2 separate regions of the Zea mays genome follow, and region 2 is linked to region 1. The links are chromatin contacts, called in public Hi-C maps. All regions are on one chromosome and are shown on one strand. Each heading gives the region's core, a stretch centred on a gene start, on an enhancer-like site or on the middle of the called end of the contact. The rest is flanking DNA. Distances are from core to core; before and after follow the strand shown.

The links. Hi-C and Micro-C count contacts between places; a contact is called where the count stands out from the background.
Region 2: a contact with region 1 is called in a Hi-C map of leaf, with 6 times the contacts expected there. The contact joins the enhancer-like site here to the promoter of LOC100276982 in region 1. A contact is called at or near these places in 4 of 25 Hi-C or Micro-C datasets (ear, leaf and an unstated tissue).

What each region holds. Positions count from the first base shown.
Region 1 is chr9:54,022,780-54,027,764 of Zm-B73-REFERENCE-NAM-5.0, forward strand. It overlaps LOC100276982, which reads right to left and starts at 2,908. Exons shown (of 2, transcript NM_001196143.1): 1 at 1,733-2,908. The coding sequence starts at 2,898. The coding sequence ends at 1,753.
Region 2 is chr9:54,337,233-54,342,217 of Zm-B73-REFERENCE-NAM-5.0, forward strand. No RefSeq gene overlaps it. Among protein-coding and RNA genes, the nearest start is that of LOC111590139, 78 kb to the right of the region's middle. Within about 2 kb of position 2,814, at least 2 of the 20 cell types and tissues checked have an H3K27ac peak or open chromatin away from gene starts, as enhancers often do.

The DNA.
Region 1 (4,985 bases), core at 1,658-4,157:
CGTGGTCGGTCCGAGCCCTGGGTTGGGCGAGGTGGAGGCTCCTCCGAGGTCGAGGTCGAGTCTGTCTTCCAAGGCCGAGGTCGAGTCCGAGCCCCTGGGTCGGGCGAGGCGGAGACCGTCGGCTGAGGCCAGGGCTGAGTCCGAGCCCTGGGGTCGGGCGAAGCTGAGTTCGTCGTCTTCTGGGGCTGAGCCCGAGTCCGAGCCCTAGGGTCGGGCGATGCGGAGTTCGTCGTCTTCTGGGGCTGAGCCCGAGTCCGAGCCCTGGGGTCGGGCGATGCGGAGTTCGTCGTCTTCCAGGGCTGAGCCCGAGTCCGAGCCCTGGGGTCGGGCGATGCGGAGTTCGTCGTCTTCCGGGGCTGAGCCCGAGTCTGAGCCCTGGGGTCGGGCGATGCGGAGTTCGTCGTCTTCCGAGGCTGAGCCCGAGTCCGAGCCCTGGGGTCGGGCGATGCGGAGTTCGTCGTCTTCCGGGGCTGAGCCCGAGTCCGAGCCCTGGGGTCGGGCGATGCGGAGTTCGTCGTCTTCCGGGGCTGAGCCCGAGTCCGAGCCCTGGGGTCGGGCGAAGCGGAGTTCGTCGTCTTCCGGGGCTGAGCCTGAGTCCGAGCCCTGGGGTCGGGCGATGCGGAGTTTCCTATGGCGCCTGAGGCCGGACTTGGCTGCTGTCAGCCTCACTCTGTCGAGTGGCACAGCAGTCGGAGCGGCGCAGGCGGCGCTGTCCTCTTGTCAGGCCGGTCAGTGGAGCGGCGAAGTGACTACGGTCACTTCGGCTCTGTCGACTGAAGGGCGCGCGTCAGGATAAGGTGTCAGGCCACCTTTGCATTAAATGCTCCTGCGATACGGTCGGTCGGCGTGGCGATCGGGCCAAGGTTGCTTTTTGGCGAAGACTGGGCCTCGGGCGAGCCGAAGGTGTGTCCGTTGCTTGAGGGGGCCCTCGGGCGAGTCGTGAATCCTCCGGGGTCGGCCGCCCTTGCCCGAGGCTGGGCTCGGGCGAGGCGAGATCGTGTCCCTTGAGTGGACCGAGCCTTGACTTAATCGCACCCATCAGGCCTTTGCAGCTTTGTGCTGATGGGGTTACCAGCTGAGATAAGGAGTCTTGGGGGTACCCCTAATTATGGTCCCCGACAGTATTGTTGTCCTGCTACAGCTATACACACACACACACATATGGTCTTGTTATAGGTGGACAACTATAGGATGACTAGGAGTCGACTAGGCTCGACTAATCGAGTGAATCGACAACTAAACGCGATTAATCAACTTATCGGTGCTCAGGCGACTAGAGTTGACTAGCCGAATTTAAAACCTTGATATGAGATAGGTATCAATATCCGAATGCTCCATATCCAGTTTTGAGATCTGAGAAAACATATGGGATATGGGACAAAATGCAGGATCACTGGTATCCGTCTGTAACCGATCTGGTTTCATCCCTAACTGCAGTGACAAAACTAGTAAAGAAAGCTGGTACAGTGATCTACATGAGGAAAGAACTACATTGCCTAAGTGTGTGATATTGTCTTAATGACATTTCATGATTAATAAAGATTTGCATCATCATCTGACCTCGGATGACATTTACCAATGGCATTTTGTGGCTTCAACATCTTCCATCTTTGCAGTAAAATATAAGTAACATTTACTTGAACAAGTGACCAACAGGCAACATTGAAATTGCACTAAATGCTGCACTTCATTGCAGAATGGCACGGAAGGAATTCATTAAAAAAATTAGTACCTCAGAATGGTATAAGCAGTCTATTTCATAGGAGCTACCCCATTACCATCATGATCAGCATCTTCTATGTCCATCCCATCATACATTTTCGGGCTTGCAACATATTCATCTTTTGCTAATTTGCTTGAACTCCTTTTACTATACTTCTTATAGGGATCCACCAAATCATCCTTCTGTGTAATCACATGAGGACCTTTTCCTTTAGCTTTCATGCTTTCCTCAGTGCGTTTACCTTTCACACATTCCAGCGCAAGAACCACTGTGACAGAGGAATCAGAATTCCTAAGGCCCTTTAATACCCTGTTGCAACCTGGTTCTTCTTCATCAAGCTGAGCCATCATATTTGTTACGCAAATATCCTGATTTGTGTTGCAAATCCTACTAGCAACCCCATCATTCTTCCCCTTGGCTGGATCGGCAGAGGCACCACCTGAACGTGAAATCCTCTGTGATCCATTCATTGCCAGGTGCAGCTGCAAAGCTAACTCTTCGTCCGGCAGAACTGGAACATCACTGCCCCTTCCGACCAACCCACTGCCGCCAACAGCGTCGTTCCCCCGCTTAGAAGCGGGCTTCACCTCCACAGCCTTCCTCAGAGCGTTCTCCCTGGCAACGGATGTACGATCCCAGATGCAAGCATCCAGATTCAGCCCCAAATTGAAGCCCCCGTTCTTCGATCTCACGGTGGGACGGCAATCGACGCAGAGGAAATCCTCCACATCGACCGGCTGGATCACGGCCGTGCGGTGTTCGGCAGGGATACAGGATCGATGGACATAGCGGTTGCAGCGGCGACAGACGACGGCGGAATCCTCGGGCGGCAGGTTGTCGAGGGAGAGGCAGTAAGAGCATACAGCGCCACAGCGGACCAGGGAGAGGCATTCGGCGCAGAGGAGGACGACGCGCCATAGGGAACTGAGTGGACAGAGCGGGCGGCGCTTGGGCCTGGCCCCCGGCTGGGGCGTTCGGAAGCGGAAGCCGCAGCAGTGGCACTGGCTGAGATCGGGCAGGCGACGCGCGGGCAGTGGTGGCGCAGGTGGTGGCAGGGGCGGGCGAGGGGCAGCGGCGCGGCGACGCGGGCGGTGCTTAGAAAGGAGGCGGGGCGGCGGAGCGGGGTGATCGGCGTCGGAGGCAAGTGCGTTGGGTGCGTCTTGCTCTTGCACCATTGGATGAAAGCGTCACAGGCTCAGCTTAGGGTTTGGGAGTGGCGTGGTCCGACTGGGCTTTCGGCCTTTCGCCTTTCGGGATGCGGTGGGATTCTAGCATATATTTAAAATAAAACACAAAATAAATCGTAGAACATATAATTAAGAAAAATCTATAATTCGAATAAAGTATATAAAATATGAAACAAATCATATCTTGTAAAAAATAAAACTGTATAGATTAAACAAATTAAATAAAATGAAAAAAATTAAAAAAATATATAGTTCAAAATAAAACTACTACTCATCATTGTCATCACACTTCTCGAATTTTTTTCTTCATTTTCTATTTTTTAATTGTTTAGCCAACTTTTTACGATCAACGTATGGATCTTTTTCATGTCTTCATTCATACTTGGTTAATTGTTCGTATAATTTTGTTTAATTTATCTTCTCGCTAGCCTTGCTGAGTTGCTTCATTTTGGTCTTCTTGTGAGAGGTTTCATTGTTGCTCGTTACTAGCACTTTACCCTTGTTGCGCTCTTGCCCTATCTCCTCCACAATAGAGCATGGTGTTTCAATATTATGGGACAATATGGAGCTATAATCCTCCTCCACACTGAGGCGGATCGTATGCTCATCGCTAGAGTCGAAGTCATCATGTCGTATGCACCACTTTGGTTGATGATGAAGATCACGTCATATATGCTCCAACTTGAATTCAGTTTCACCAGGCTTATCGCGGAAGGTCTCCTTTACCGCTTGGAGCAGCTGACCATCATGTGATCCGCTTAGTCAGGTCGTAGACAAGCTGTTGGGGCGAAGGCGAAGACGCTACCCTTCGCTCCACGCCTTCGTCGCCTCGCTACACCAACGAAGACCACGCCCGAGTGAGCCGAGAGCGCCGGCCGGATGATGACTGGCGCGGTCACCCTTCGTCCTCTCCATTGCAAGACGAAGGGAAGACTTCGACGAAGTCTGCTAGTCCCACGTCCTCATCGCGCCCGGAAGCCCATGAGGGATTCGGCCCACTGTAACGGGCCCCGCGCGGATAAACGTGTTACGGGCCTCATCTGTAATAGCCTTTTCTGTAATGACGGTCTGTAACCTCCCCATGTGGGAATATTCTAGGGATAGTCCGGGTACCCGAGGGCATAAACGTCCTTACCAGAGGACAGTGAACACTTGGGTACCTATCAATACCCCCGTACAGTGCCCTTGAGAGGCCAGATTAACCAAGCTATTGCCATTCCCCGTTGAACCTTGCAAGCACTCACTCCACTCTCCCGTTGGATCCACTCGTCCAGAAAGGCGAGTAATAACATTTGACGCCCACCGTTCGTGCTACGAACAAACAACCCGTGATGGCACCCAAGCGAGCTAGTTCGAAGGTAGCCCCATCCATCGACGAAGCAGCGAAGGAAGCGCTGCTAGCTGAGAAAAAAGGCAAGGCCCTCGCGGACAACACCCACCAAGAAGCCTCCGAGACGAAGCTGTCAGCAAAAGACAGCGTCAGAAGCACCCCACCCCCGAAGGCACCCTACGCACTTGCAGCTCTAGAGGACTACCGCAAGCACCACCTCCAGGCTTCGCCCCACCAGAGGGCGAAGACGCAATGGAAGACGGCGAAGTCATCGGCATATCAGCCAAGGAACAGCTACAGCTGCGGGCCCTGCGCATCAAAATCCACAACCTCCAAAAATAGAAAGACATCCTCGAGGCCAAGCGCCAACGTGTCACTGCACAGGACAAGGTGCGCCAGATGATACGAGACGAAGAGCAGAGAGCTCGGGAGCTCGAGCAAGAAATCGCGCTCATGCAGAGCGAAGGCCAGCATGACCTGCAGCACGGACCGCCCCTCCAACAACGCGTCCTAGCCGGAGACCTCTTCATACCTCAGCGCGGGCCCTTCATCCCGCATGTCACCGCTTTCCAAGGGATCAACTACCTGGATGAGCGAAGCCCCCTGGCTCCGCAACTTCAAGCGTCACCTTGGCCTGCCAACTTCAGGGCAGAGACCTATCCCAAGTACAACGGCAGCACTGACTCAGCACAATACATAATGAGCTACCAAGTCGTCGTCGCATCGTCCGGAGGGATGACGCCAC
Region 2 (4,985 bases), core at 1,564-4,063, 310 kb after region 1:
ATCCTTGCCATTAACGGTCTCAGATGGCTATGCATGTGTACTGTGTAACTTAACAAGGCTATCGAGTTCAACAACTTGAACTCATTATCCCAGAGATCTCCCACATTCATGTATATTACAGTAATCATATTCGATACAAACACACTTCAAAGATAGAGCGGAAGACCTTACAAAACATTCTTTATTCCAAAACTCAAGTTTTACATGCTAGAAAGATTTATAATTATTACAAGTCCTGATATACTCAAAGTGCATAACTTATTACAATAGCAGGAAGGTAAGAACCCTCCAAAGCGCATACATAAACCTAGCTAGTCCTCCTCCAGAACTGGATGCGCCCTCCCGCCACAAGAACTCCTAGAATACTCCTCATCACCTACAACAACATGGGTTCGAAAACCCTCAGTACAAAGTGTACTTTCGCAAGTCTTACCCGACTAAGGAGAAAGACTCTCAAGGATATGCTGGATTTGGGAATCAAGGAAAAGGCTTTTTAGCAAGAATCAACTTTAATAGTTTACAGAAAAGCTTACTAAAATGAGTCCTTACTGTTAACATTTTAATGCTAGATTAAGTATTAATAGACCTTGTTTGCATCTAGTCTAATTTCATAATCACATTAGTCAGTACAACCTGATTTTTCCTCATTATGATTCCATCCATGACTTAGATTGTAGGTCAGTGATCAAGTCTCCATTATCCGAGGATATAACGGCGATCTGAATCAATTTACCCAGCTGGGATCGCTAACCACACGACATATGTAGCACTTAACCCTTGCATATGCCAACCCACCCCCTGCTGTCTCAAGACCAGACCGGGTTCATGCCAATCGAGAGCACAGTTACTCCATCGTCCAGCCTTTTGCCACGGAGGGTACACGCTACTCTAGCCTCTCTCCACTCCCATTGCGTGGTAGCCTTTGTGGTATTGGTCAAGCTGAGAGTAGGCTTACCCTATCCCATACCAGGGCATGTGACTAGTTAATATAGTCCTCGATCATCAAGCCTACATTCCCTATAATCCTTAATCAACCTGGGCAGAACATCACCTTTCCTAGCCCAAGTCTCGATTTAAGTACTTTCATCCTTAGGACTTATTTGTGTACCTTAGGATGATTAAAACGTCACAGGGAACCTTGCATTAGATCTCCCCATGATCCCAATGAAAATATTCTTGTAGGTAGAGCCATCCTTCCTCAGGATAAACCCTGAGCTAGGCATTAGTGCAAAGGACAAACTCTATCTGCAAGATTTACCTCTAGGCAGGGCTAATCAATTTTTGTAAACAATATTTGATACTTCCAAAGAAGAATCTATAACAGGAATGGATATCAAGGTAGTCAATGCATCCAATAGTTTCCAAGCAACTCCTATAAGCTTAATGCACATTTCACTAGACTTAAAGTGTATAAAAGTCTTTTTAAAATACAAGGAACGAGTTGCATGCACTGGGGCTTGCCTTATTGTAGTAAAGAGGTTCCAGATCCCTCTATTAAATACCCAGTTAGATGGCTCCTATCACTTGATGAGCAGGCACTGAAGCAGACTCCTCGTCAGAAACCACTTCTTGAATTTCATCTTCTGGGAATTCTACATATAAAGATATGGATATGAATACTTATGCTTATGCAACTTGAAAAGAAAATACTACAAAACATCACAAGACTTACACCTCTCTAAAGGTGCACTCAAAAACTAACAAAACCTTAAGAGAGCTAAATACTCTAATATCACAACTCAATTCACCAACCAAACTAGGAAACCTTGCCTCCATAACCAACCAAGTACTTCATTTATGCCTTAAGAAAGGATCCAAACTGCATGTACTACAAGTTATAGTGTCCAAGAATCAGCCACAATTCACTGAACCTGTTTTCAGTTCTCTGAATTCATCCTCCATTGCTCCATTCCTCTCCCTCTGTTCAGTGCTTTGTAACTCACAAATTCCCTCAACAACAAACCCAACTCATTTACTCAAAGTTATTCTCTAGACATAGCTCTACCACTTTGGCATAGCATCCCAGACTAAAACCATACTAATCAAAAGTTATGATGCCACAAAATAGAGCAAAATCACAGAAAAGTTCAGTTTCAGTGAACTGAAACAGCACTGCACCCACTTTGATAGAGAAGTTTGGGGCACCTTTTTGCTGCCAACTCTATACAGTAGCAAGCCCATTCTTTGTATGAAACTTGCTCTCCTTGACATGGTCTTTCACTTTGCTATAGCATTCCTACCCCATTTCTTCTTGGATTAATTACCACAAGGACCCAAAATTGAATAAAAACATACAAATTCAGACTTAAATATTATTCTAAGTCTGAATCCCCACACCTGACGGTCCATCTTTTGGCCACTTTTACTCCCAAATTTATGTGGAACCAAGTCCACCTCACTTTACAAAACTTACTCTCTTTACTATGTTCTCTAGCTTTGCTATGGAAACTTTAATCCAAAACCCCATGAATCAGTCACAAATGAATTCCAAACTAGGCATACTGCTACAATTCAGTTCTCAGAACTGAATAAAAAATTCAGTTATGTGTCCAGCCTGACAATCCAACTTTAGACAGCTTTTACTCCAATTTTTATATAGCATCCAACAAAACTCTCTTAAGGAGATCTGTTCACCATCATATGAGCTTCTCTATCTTATGCAGAGCACAAAACATGCACAACTCGACCGAGGAAACCCTTGAAGTTACCTGGCCACGGTGAGGTGGGAGGATGGTGGCTGTTGTTACCACAGACACAGGAACTGATGCTCGAACTCTAGAGCAGATCCACTTTGAGACTGGGAGGGGCTGTGTAGTCTTGGGGACACCAGGAACACCTCTCATATGTAGAGAACCTTGGCTAGATTTAAGTGTAGAAAGGGGGCTTCACTGAATTCAGTTTGCAGCCACCGAATATATGTAGAGCAAGGGGGAGGGAACCATCAAGCTTAACCACAACTCGATGAAGAGGAATCCCAAAGATGTCAGCACAACAGGGTTACCATACGTGGCTCTCATGAACCACCTCCACCCAAGTTCATAGACACAACTCAAAACATTGAACTTGGGTGAGCTCACTGTTAAAATATCCCACCTATTCACTGGATATAGGCAGAAGCAGAAGCAAATAAAACTTCACTGTGGGCAGACTCAAACAAACTTAACTTGATATTTTTGAAGGGGTGAGACTACCAAAATTCAGCACACAGCTCACCCCCAAAATATCCAGCCAGTTCACTGGATATGGACAGAGGTAAAGACAAATGAAAAAAACAACACGGCAGCAAGGCATATCCCATGTTACTTACTCTCCCACAACAAAGCTTATTCCTATCCATAACTGACATAGAAGTAGCTGGAATCGATAGTGGATACAGATCTTTACTGCAGATATTTTTTATCCCAATTGAACTGCCACTGCTTGACTATAAAAAACACTAAACCAAATCCACAGTAACTGATTCAGGTTTGCATTTCCATGCCTGATAGAGGTAGTTCGAACACCTTTTTCTCTCTATTCCAAACAAGGATAGCTCAATCATTATTGAACAAATTTGTTCCCCAACCATGGCTCTTCAGGTTTACTATAAAAATCCAGGACCCAAAATATGTATATCACAAGTTATGTGGCTCTGATGTTGGCCACACATCACTGAAACACAATTTCAGTCCTCTGAATTTACTGAATCGGCCAACACTGTCCCCTTCCACATTTCCCTGTCTAGCTGCATTGATCACCCAATTTCTTTTAGGGTCTGTTTGGTTGGGCTGTGGCTGTGAAAAAAGTTGCTGTGGGCTGTGAGCTGTGGAAAAAGCTGCTGTAGGCTGTAAGTTGTTAAAAAGCTAAAAACCGTTTGGTAGAAACCACTAAAAGTCGTTAAAAATCCTTCGATATATGTTTTCATAGTTCCATCCGAAAAGCCACTAAAAGCAGGTCCAGAGGTGCTTTCAGATTTGCACTACAAGAAAGTCGGCTTTTAGAAAAAGCTGCTTCCTGGATCCAGCCCTTTGGTTGGCTTTTGGCTTTTAGGGGGGCAAAAGTCAAAGCTAAAAGTTAAACCAAACACACCCTTAGTATCAGACCACTACCCCTTCACCAAAATTATTCTCTACTTGTAGCTCTACCTATTTTGTATAGCAACTCATGGTTGAAATCATATAGAACAAAAGTTATGGTACCCCAATTTACAGCCAAGGTCACTGAAAATTCAGTTTCAGAAATCTAAAACAGCACCACAGAGTCTGACAAAGGGTTTTGCCACCCCTTTTTCTCTAAATCGTACACAGTAACAAGTCAATCCTTTGCATAAAAGTTGTTCCCCTTTATATGGACTTTGACTTTACTACAGAACTCTTAACCAAAATCTCCATAGATTAATTATCATAGAGCTCCAAACTGGGCAACTTGCTGCCATTCAGGGTTCAGAACTGAATTAAAATTCAGTTATTAACCAACCTGACAATCCAATCTTTGAGCAACTATTTATGCACTTTATGTATGATATCAGGTCCACCACCCTATAAGAAAGTTGTTCCACATTATATGGTCTTCACTTCCTCCATAAACATCACAGCCCAAAACCTTCTAGATCAGCCACAAATAGGCTCTGAAATAGCTATCAAAACACAGAAATCTAATTTCAGACACTGTTCACAATCTGAAATTCAAAAAGTCTGACAGCCTCACTTTGGATCACCTTTTTCTCCTAGTTGTATATAGTTCCAGGGCTGTGACACACAATAATAGTTGTTCTATTATACTTATTCTACAAGTTTGCTATAGTGGTCATTAACCAAAACCTCTTGGATTCCAAACTACAATAGCCCAAAGTTTGCTCCAATTGCTGAAATTCAGAATATGAATTCACTAAGTCTGAAAATCTACAATTTCTGACAGCTTTACTTTGGACCAGGTTTTCTATAAGTTCCAAACAGTGCTAGGGCTAGTTGACTTAACCAAACTTATACTCCTCATATAGCTATATA